2 separate regions of the Cricetulus griseus genome follow, and region 2 is linked to region 1. A link is a contact called in public Hi-C data. All regions are on one chromosome and are shown on one strand. Each heading gives the region's core, a stretch centred on a gene start, on an enhancer-like site or on the middle of the called end of the contact. The rest is flanking DNA. Distances are from core to core; before and after follow the strand shown. Region 1 has its middle 23 kb from the start of Slc35f5. Region 2 holds the start of Actr3 (actin-related protein 3).

What was found. Hi-C and Micro-C count contacts between places; a contact is called where the count stands out from the background.
Region 2: a contact with region 1 is called in a Hi-C map of the CHO-K1 cell line, with 3 times the contacts expected there. The contact joins the promoter of Actr3 here to the enhancer-like site in region 1. A contact is called at or near these places in 2 of 8 Hi-C or Micro-C datasets (the CHO-K1 cell line and fibroblasts).

Annotation. Positions count from the first base shown.
Region 1 is chr5:63,236,106-63,241,407 of CriGri-PICRH-1.0, forward strand. No RefSeq gene overlaps it. Among named protein-coding and RNA genes, the nearest start is that of Slc35f5, 23 kb to the left of the region's middle. Within about 2 kb of position 2,181, at least 2 of the 6 cell types and tissues checked have open chromatin away from gene starts, as enhancers often do. A contact at or near this core is called in the CHO-K1 cell line and fibroblasts, where this site is marked.
Region 2 is chr5:63,320,477-63,325,778 of CriGri-PICRH-1.0, forward strand. It overlaps Actr3 (actin-related protein 3), which reads left to right and starts at 2,030. Exons shown (of 12, transcript XM_027417777.2): 1 at 2,030-2,279. The coding sequence starts at 2,236.

The DNA.
Region 1 (5,302 bases), core at 931-3,430:
GCTGTGACAGTGAATTACCATAGGAAACTTGGGAATTCGCCCAAGTTGTTCTTCCAAACTTCTCGAAAGTCTCCAAAAAAGAGAACCAATCTCCTTCCTTCCTTTTTCGTCCTCCTTCCTCCTTTTCCCTCCCTCCTTTCCCCCTACCCCCTCCCTCCTTCATTCTTCTTTCTTTCTGTCTCCAAACACCGAAGGATTTTGAGGTTTCTGTTTAGATTTTTTGACCCACTTTTTATTTTTCATCTTTTATTAAATCATGAGCTCTTTATGTATTATAGATATATATCCCTCATCTGGTAGAGGGATTCCTTACTCTTTTCCTTAAGAAGTTCTTCAAAGAACAAAACTTTTACATTTCTATCATTAATCAACTCTGGTTTTTCTCTTGTTTGTGGTTTAGATGCCTTAGCTCAGAAGCTTCTGTCTACCAAAGAACACAAAATGTATGTCTATTTTTTCTTTTTATCTAAGGGCTAGGAATTGAACCCAGGGCCTTGTTCATACTAGGAAAGAACTCCACCACTGTTGTTCGTAACTCCAGCTTCAGGAGGTCTGGCACCCTATACTCACCTCCATGGACATCTGTACACACGTGACATGCACGAATACATACATATAAATAAAAATAAAAAATAAATTGAAAAGAAGAGAATTCTGTGGCCAGTGTGCTCTCTCCATTGGAACTATAATATCCTGTGGAATCTCCTGAGACTGTACAAGTGGTTGTTTTGCTTTGCCTTCACACCATTAGAGACAATCATGAAGCCAGAAGAGTGACTCACAGCTAACAAATTATGACATGGAATGAACAAATATCTGATTGCTTAACCAGAGTTGGAATAGACATTATGCTAAGACATTGATTCCAGTTGTGTGTGAATATGTGTGTCCACATGTACCCATGCATGTATGCACGTGTGGAATGAATTAACATGAAAATCATACATCTGACATTTTATAGTTTTCAAACTTACAAATAAATTTGGAAAAACATTGATCTGAAGTGTTGTGTCTTCCCTGAAATGAATGATTATTCCATGGGTTAAATGAACTAGCCAAGCCTGATTTCTATTTCCCATCCTAGAAACACACTTACTGGCCATATAAAACTGGAGTTCCAAATTCCAAGTGTCTCATTTACCTAAACTTTCAAGTTAAGGGCAAAATCATGATGGTTAGTACAAATTGTCAAGTTGACAAATCTAGAATCACATGGAGATAAGCCTCCAGATGTGTCTGTGAGGGAGTTTCTAGATTTGGTTAACTCAAGTGGGAAAACCCACCGTAACTATAGGCAAGACCATCCATGGGCTGAGGTCGTGGATTGAATAAAGTGAGAAAGTGGGCCGAATACCAGCATTTATCTCTCTCTGCTCCCTGATAGTTGATGCAGTGAGACCAGCTGCCTCACGCTACTGCAATCAGGCCTTCCCTGTCACAGTGGACTGTACCCTTGAAGTGAGCCTAAATAAAACAAACTCCTTCCTCAATATGCTTTTATCTGCAAGTTTGGTTTGGCAATAAGAAAAGTAACTAATAACAAAATAAACACTCTTGAGCCTGTCTGCAAGCAGGATTCAACTTGCCCTTCGTCTCTAATATCTTTAGGTGATAATGAAGTTTACATGCAGGTACCCAATAGGGCCTGTTTCTCTCCCCTGGCTGCTCAGCTAATGTAATTCTGATTTCAGATATGGTATGCAATCTGAGTCACAGACTTGGCATCTTTAATTTTCATGGTGAATCTTGTCAGCTCATACCATTCCAACAACAACAACCCTCCCTTAGAAAAGCAGCCTGTTAATTATAGTAAATGAATAATGTGAGGTTATTCAAACTATGCATATAGGCATAAGAATACTTAAGAAAGTCCCCAGGAAATATTCAGCACACACACACACACACACACACACACACACACACACACACACACACACAGTCATTTGCCAAGTAGTGTCTCTCTTAGAACATAAACCAAAATTGGAATAGTTATTAATATAATATATTTTATATTTTAGGTTAAAATATATGCTAAGGTATAACCCGTGGTGTGTGACCACAGCAGATCACACAAGTCTAGCAAAGCAGTGAGTTTGTTGGGGTTACTTACAGGAGTATAGGTGAAGGGTTACTCCCAGAGGTTGGATGACTCAAAGGCAGCCACATCCAACCCCAGCATGGGTGATGATTCATAAAAGCTGCATCTCTGAACCTATAGTCCAACTTGCTACAGGTAGCTCCACAAGTGCAAGAGTCATCTTCCTAGCAATTCTAAAATGGCTTTATAACCCAGGGAAAGAACCTTGAGAATCTTGTAGGTTTAAGGAACATCCTGAGATTTGCAGGTTGCTTACTCCCTCAGCCTTGTATGTGCTGCTTACTTCTGTGGAGATGGACTGTTTCCATTCAAAGAAACCGTGGCATCACTCATTGTAGTTTAGATGCCATGTCTTAGTATTCCATCAACTGAGTTTGTAAGAACTTGGAATCCAAACTAACTGGAAAGGAGGACAAACCACACTGTTCAAGCCCTTTAACCACAGCATAGAACCTAGATAGCATTTTAGGTAAGCAATAACTTGCCCAAAGTTATCCATTTCATCAACCCAGGGTGAAGCTGAAAGCAGTGGCCTCCCGATCTCTCACCCAACAGCCCCCTTTCTTATTCCTCTCCACTTCTTCCCTTAGATTCTTCTGTACACTACTTTAGTAAGGACTCAGTTATTCATTCTTAATGCATTCATCAAAAACCCACTCAGTGGAGCTGGGGACAAGGCTTAGTGGGTAAAATACATACTCTAGCATTTTACCTGGGTTCCATCTCTAGCACTGCACAAGCTGGATGTGGCAGCATATACTTGTACACTCAGCACTCAGGAGACAGAGTGAGGAGGATCTGAAGTATTATCCTGGGCTACATAGCCTGCTGGAGACTAGCTGGGACAACTGAGAGAAATAGGGAAGAGGGGGAGAAGAAACAAGAGGGGAAGGGAAGGAGGGGAAGCAAATTAAAAATAACCATTGAATTCTTACTATTTTTCAGGTTATTTTCTGTGAAAGAGTCCTGTTTTCATGAAATTTGTTTTAGTCTGGGGGAGGGGATGGTAACAAGAGAATGAATTACTAATGGACAGTAAATTGAAGATCTTCCAAAGACAGTACATAATGGAGCAGGACTTCAGGGTTGGGGTAATAGGAAGTGTTGGGTGGCATTTCACCTCTCTAAGCAGATGACGTATGTGGGTAGAGTATGAAAGTTCCCATCCATCCAGACCATCCCTTCCACTTCAGGTATCTAAGCACACCCCAAGAGTAGAAAGCATTAAGAAGACTTGGTATCTCACCTCCTCTGGGTGTGTCCAACTCCATGAGTGGAAGGACTTAAGGATGGAAATGACATCACAGACCAAGGAATTTCTTAAATGTTCTGGAGCCACAGTTACCTTTGTGATTTTATTTACTATATTTTAAAACTCCAAATAAGAAAGAGGTTTGCAAAACAAACAAATACCTCACAACAGTCCACCCATATTGTTACATTCTGTTTTCATTTTGAAGCCAATAATAGCAAGCTTTCCTAAAAAGGGGAAAATATTTAATTAATTAATTAGTTTATTTATTTATTTTGGCAGAGTCTCATGTAGCCCAAGCTGCCCTCCATCTCAGTAAGTATCTGGGGATGACCTTGAACTTGTGATCTACCTTCCTCCATCTCCCAAATGCTGGAATTACAGGTATGTACACTCTATGCCTGTTTTATGTGGTGCTGGGATCAAACCCAGACTTTTAGTCATACTAAGTAAGCACTCTACAAACTGAGCTAAATCTTCAGCCCAAATAAATTGTGATATGGGATAATTTGTCTTACCTCAATGTGTGTGCACAAAGGCAGACTTTAATAACACTTTTCACCCCTTAGAGTTTTAAATTTACTACATCAAACTAGGATGGAATGTATCTGTTCTGTTTATTCAAACCCCACTCAACGTGAGAAGGAAGCCACTGTAAGAAGTTTGATACATGGAAAGGTGCATATATTTCAAAATGTACCCTCAGAAGAATTTACATTGTCAGTGTTTCTTTTACAAGCCAGAAAAAGATACATTGTATCTAGAAAGAAAACTACAGGGGAAAGCAGAATGATGAAAAACTAGCTTTCTTTCCCCTTGTCTCCCAAGATACCTACTGTGATGGTCAATAAGGCAAAAGTATGCTGGGAAATTCTAATGAGCCTGGGCAAAAGCCAAATGCCCAATGATGATTTCTGAGTGTGCCTGCAGGATCTGCAGCAACCTCCTCCTGCCTCTGTTTTACAGAGGTGGATAACAATTCCTGTGTAGTGGCCTTGACTACAGACTCCACACACAAAGGTGCATCTCTAACCTCATCACCTGTCCAAAGATCACCCAGAGCAATAAGATTTTACAGCTGTAATTCCACTCTCAGGAGCCTGGAAGGGGTGCTGAGTTTGGGGGGCCCAGTTATTGGAAATAGGGATAGCTTACATCTCTAGTTATTCCTACTTCTGTCTTCAGAGCTGGGCTTACAGTCTGGGAGAGTTCCGAACCCCAGAACCTGTGTAAGTGGGAAGAGAAAAGTGATTCCACAAAGATGACCTCCAACTACCATATGCATTTGTGGAATGCATGTTCTCTCTCTCTCTCTCTCTCTCTCTCTCTCTCTCTCTCTCTCTCTCTCATACACATACACACACAAAACTTTATAAACAGGGCATACATGTATAATTGTAGTGGCAGTGTAATAAGTTTTGACAAATTTATTCTAATAATTCTATTGAGTTATTCCTTTAGAAGAGTGAAGATATTGTAAGCAACAGTCTCAGAATACACACTAACATTGTTACAGCAGTTCCCAGGGCACCTGTTGAAATGTGGTCCTAGGGAAGTTTTGGTTGGTTTGTTTGTGAGACTGGGTCTCCCATAGCTGGGCCTAGCACCAAAGTCACTAGGTAGCTGAGATGACCTAGAAATTATGATTCCCCCACCTCCTACTCTCAAACACTGGGATTACAGGCATGCACCACTATGCTCAGTTTATGCAGCGGCAGGGATGGTCCCAGGGCTGCATTCAGGCTGAGCAAGCACTCTACTGACTGAGTACCATCCCTAGCTCCTTAGCTAGAGAGGTAAAAAATTAACACTGCAGTTCATACATAGTTTGAACTCATCAAAAAGCATAGTGAGTGTTCCAGGTGGTTTTGTTAGGAATGATGAGACCCTGAAGGGAAGTGCATTCAAGTGAGGTCTTGAGTGTAACTGATGGGATGAAAACAGTCACCAGA
Region 2 (5,302 bases), core at 780-3,279, 84 kb after region 1:
CCGCTAGCATTCTACCAAGTTGAACTGATTAGATCCAGTGGGTTACAAAAAATAAATGGAAAAGAAAAAAAAGGAGAGAGGCCATGAAGGGAGGAGGAGATTATGTTAGGGTACCCAGGGGAACTGAAGAGAGTGTTCAGGGTAAATTTGATCAAGATACATTGTTTATTGTCTCACTGCAATGAACATTTGCAAGCAAAGCTGATAGGACAAAAAGGGTATATTGTGTGACACACCCAAGTCCCCAATGCCACTAAGATGAATGAAGAGGTCTTGGAGAGGTAGGAAAGATGGAGGATCTAAGTGAGTTTTATTTTTTTGTAGTTGTTTGGTTAGTTGGTTTGATTTGGTTTGGTTTTAATGTTTTTTAAGTTTTCTTTTGTGGGGGGATGCTGCAAAAGTGAAGGATGGGTATGGAGGGACTGGGAAATGAGAGGAACTGGGGTGCCTGATGTGAAATTCCCAAAGAATCAATAAAGAAATCATGTTATAAAAAATTAAGTAAATAAAAGAGACAAAAAAGACACATTGTTTGCATGTATGGAGTTGTTAAAGAATAAATAAAAGCCTGTTGCGAAGGAAAGCTATTAACTTTCCAGGTTCCTGGTTTTGACAAAGTAAATGCTCAGGTTCTACTGCACACTGTCTTTGCAGAATCCCCTGGAGATGTGACCCAGCAGCGTACTTTCAGCTTTCTATGTTACTCTGATGCATTCACGTTTTAAAACTATTGTTTTTTAAGTCCATAACATAAAACACACATATCTTTTGTCTTTTTCGTTCCACCACAAAAAAGTTGTTATCATGCTAACAGTACTACAGAAGGAAGTTCATCAATACCACAACCCAAATACAGGCCACTTGCACCATTTATTATGTAGAACACAACCTCTGGGACGCTGGCCTTTCTCAAAGGCCCAAGAGAATCTTACGACTCTTGTAGGAAGTCTATCATCAGCCCAAAACCCAAATAAGGGTCATTTGTGCAGGCTATGTAGAACATAACCTCTGGGAAGCTTGCTTTTTAATTTTTATTGTTTTACACTTACTCATGGGCGGGAGAAGGACTTGAAAAAATCAAAGAACAACATTCAGGGGTCTTTTCATTTGTCCCTGTGCGTCCCCAGGGATCATACTAGGTCTAGTGGCAAGCGCCATGTCGCTGGTCCAGTGCTTGCCTCCCTTGAAGACACTCTCTAGAATCCCAAGGGGATTTTTTTTTTTTTTTTTTTTTGGTGAACCTGTGCAGAGTATATTAAATAGACCTCTTGGACGCTTGCCTTTCTTAAAAGCACAGGCCCACCATCTTGGGGTGCTTGTAACCTACAAAGTAGTATTATAAGTGACATAAGTCTCAGGACACAAACCTTTGTTCATCCCTTTCCTGACTGCTCATTAAGATGTGCTACAGCGATAAAGAGGGCATGCTGCTGACCACATTTCCAATTAGCCCCTCTCCCCCGCAGTAGAGGAAAGCTTCTGCTCATTCTTCAAGCTAGCAGAGAATGAACACACCCACACACCCACCACCACCACCAAAAGGCAGCTTCAGAACTCGAAACTCAGCCTGACTTCTGGGCTTTCACCGGACGGAAAATGCGAAGTGGAGTTTTCGCAAGAAGTCAGAACCGGGGTCGCGGAATACGGCTGCACGCCACCGCGCATGTGCTACCGCTTCAGAAAAAAAAAAACAAAAAAACAAAAAAAACCTTGAAGCTCAACTTGGGTTCTGGATTTCTAGCCACCTGAAAACCCGAAGTGGAGTGTTTGGATGTCCGGAGAGAAGCCGAGGCCGCGCGGCCGCACACCACGGCGCATGCGCACTCGCCCCTCCCACCCGGAACCGGAAGTAGGAGCGATCGCGGCCTGGGGCCTGGCCTGGCCGGGGCGTCGGCAGCGGCGGCCATCTTGGCTACCCGCGGAAAGGCAGTGTTGAGGGGAAGAAGTTGTAGGGTGGGGGCGGGAGTGAGGAGGAGGAGGGCCGAGAGCGCGGAGGGGTGGAGGAGGAGGCCACGGCGGGGCAGGGCGGGGACAGCCTGCCGGCCGGCCAGCCTGCCGGGCTTGCGGAAGTACTATCCTGCTGCTCACTCGCTACTGCACGGGCTCCCCACAGCTCCCTCCCTTCCTCCCTCAGGACCGAGGGCGGCCCAGGCCAGTGCATGGTCAGCTAGCTCCCGTCTCCAAACCCGGCGTCTAGCAGCACGGAACGGACGGCGGCGGCGGGCGAGGAGGAAGATGGCGGGACGGCTGCCGGCCTGTGTGGTGGACTGTGGCACGGGGTACGGAGGGTCTTCTGGGTGGGGAAACTGAGCCTGGGGACAGCCCGGAGGAGGGAGATGAATGGGGTGAGCCTGCCAGACTGGCAAGGGGTGGTGCCGGGAGCCTCCCTGGTCGGATCGTCTCAATCTCTTGGGACGAAGATCTTTTCAGGCCCTTCCCTCCAGAGAAGGCCGTCCGGCCCACCTGGTGTTCCCCTTCTCTCCCTTTCCTGCCTGCGATCTTGGGGACTCACGGGGGACCGCCAGACATAGGATCAAGGAAAAAAAGAGAAGCGCCCCTTGCAGGTTTTGCAAGATCGTTGTGACAACCCTCAATCTCTAGGGCGTGTGGGTGGGGAGAGGGACGAACCGGGCTGTGAAAATGGAAAGCTAGAATGGGGGCTTTTGCAGGGGACCCACGCGCCGCCTATTTTCTACCCCACACCCGGTCTTAGCCATCTCCCACTACCCAGTGAACCAAGTCACATTCCAGTTCCAGCGAGGAGGATCTCATGGGGTTATTGCTCTTGCCTCAAAAAAAGTCCCTTAGTGAGCAAGCGCGCTGCAACTTCCTTAGTTTTGTCAAAGCCGCTTCCTGCTTTCCGTCTTTTATAGCCTTATAAGGTAGTTTTTCGTCTCTAACGTTAACACGTCTTATTAGAACTTTCAAAATTAAGCAGGTTGCAAAAAGAGTGGATTATGAGTGCTAGGTATCAGTGTGTTTGAATTAAAAAAAAATGTTCTTGTGCCCACGGAGGGAAGCCGAGAGGGAAGAGAAGGGACGCACCCTGGAAACTAAACTAAGCGTTTACGTTCGTTTTGTGACAGTATATTGAAAGCCGAAAGGAGGCATCGAGGTATAAAGGAATGTGTTTGATTTAAAGCAATTGTTTCTGATGGTCGTGTGGTTGATTAAATTGGCTTTAAAGTGGTAGTTTTTGTATTAATGGAATTTTTAGGGAGTTACAACTTGCTCTGTGTAGTCACTTAGAAGACTTTAGTTTTGATGTTCTGGGTTGAAATACTTTGTGGAGGAAGACGCCTGTTCTGATCTCTAATCCTCAGATACATCAGTGGTTTTGAGGACAGTTGCCAGCCTTTTTCATCCTATTCACTATACCACACTAATTTAAAAGATGCCTTCCCCTACACTAGTCTGTGCAAATCCCTCCAATCTTAAGTCTCCTGCCTTTATTTCTAACATGCTGCCCAGACAGCCGGAAACAACGGATATCTTAATATTTTTTTTTCTTGGAAAACACTAGCTTAGTCTTGGAATTTCTATGTATTTTCTTAGTTGACAAACTATTAAAGTTAGATTTTCTTCCAATCCAGTCTCATTCCCCTGAAGTCTTTATATATGCATATTTAAGTTTATCCTTCCAAAGTTTAATTAGTGAATAGATGGATGTCAGGGACATTTTTAAAATTAGAATTGGCCAGAGTGAATAGGACTTTTCAAGTATCTTGTATTGAAGTTGCAGATACTTCATGCTTTAGAAATCATTGTCAGTAAAACATGTAGTCAATGACCACCTTATAAATAATGCTGGACAGCTTAAGTAGGATGTTTCTTTTTATGTATTTATTTCCCTCTTTTGAAATGCAGTTTTGGTTATTTTTGAATGAGTAGTATTGGGTAGGTCATTGAACTAAGCTGTCCCTAAATGACTTTTTTTTCCTCCTGAAAGGGTAACCTTGAATTAAGAGCACACTCCACTCCAAGTAACCAGGAGGAGTGGTACAATTTCTGTGTAGGCAATTTCTGTCTAATATCTCAATTACTAAGTCATTACATTGCTGCATTGATCTCCCTTTACAAGGAGAAGTTAGCTGGACATTCGTTTATGATTAAGGATAGAACTGATTAAAGTCATCTTCTCTATTCAGTATTTTTTCCTTTGATCACAACCTGAATTTTGCTTCTCGAAAGGATTTTTGTGTGGTATCCCTCTACCCCCAGCCCCCAAATTGAGTATTAAATATTAGTTTAGAAAGTCATACCTTGAGTTTTATTAGGAAAGTCCTCTCCCAGTGCAGGATAATTAGCATGTGCAAGAATGACTAACAGGGACTTTTACATCTAAGTAACTTCCACAAATGTAAAAGGTGCACATTTAGTTTGTGTTCCTCCCATCCCCCATGTTTTCGATATTACTTTCACCTCTTAGGTCTCTGTCATTACTCTTATAGAGTAAGTGAAACACTTAAGGTTACCCATCCCATCTCATTAGGCAAAAAGTGGTAGTCTGTTAAACTTGATGGTGGTCTTAGAAGCTGTAAGAGTTAGGACATATGAAGTTTAATTCCAGAACTTTAAATTAGGAATCCTCAGCATAATTCATCATTATGACCCAGGTTCAAGTCACGAAGTACTTTTCAAATGCCTAGAGAATTAAGAAATAAATAATGGCCGGGCAGTGGTGGCACACGCCTTTAATCCCAACACTCGGGAGGCAGAGGCAGGCAGATCTCTGTGAGTTCGAGACCATCCTGGTCTATAAGAGCTAGTTCCAGGACAGCCTCCAAAGCCACGGAGAAACCCTGTCTCCAAAAAAAAAAAAAGAAAGAAAGGAAGGAAGGAAGGAAGGAAGGAAGGAAGGAAGGAAGAAAGAAATACTTCCTTCGGAGCCATACCATGTCAACATACCTTTCTGGTCTGTATTGGCAAAGTATTGTAGAATAAATTCCTGCTCAGAAAGCTGGTTGCTTCAAAACACAATGTAGGGAGGGCTTGACAGTGTAGCTTAGGGTAGAATGCCTCAGCATGCACAAGACCCTGTTTCAAACCCCAGTCAAACAGACTGAGGGGCAGTGATAAGAAAAACAAATTTTAAACATTAAAAGGATGAAATGCCTAGCTAAGTAAAGTTATCCTAAGTGAGCTTTTGCATAGTTTCACTAATTTCTGTAACATTGCATTATAAACTTTATTTTTTCTTTTCATGTATTTTTTTTTCCTACTGAGAAATTGCTTTATCAGGTTATATCCACTGATTAAATGACAGGTTAATATACAGTCTTATTGTACAAGTCTTGGATAT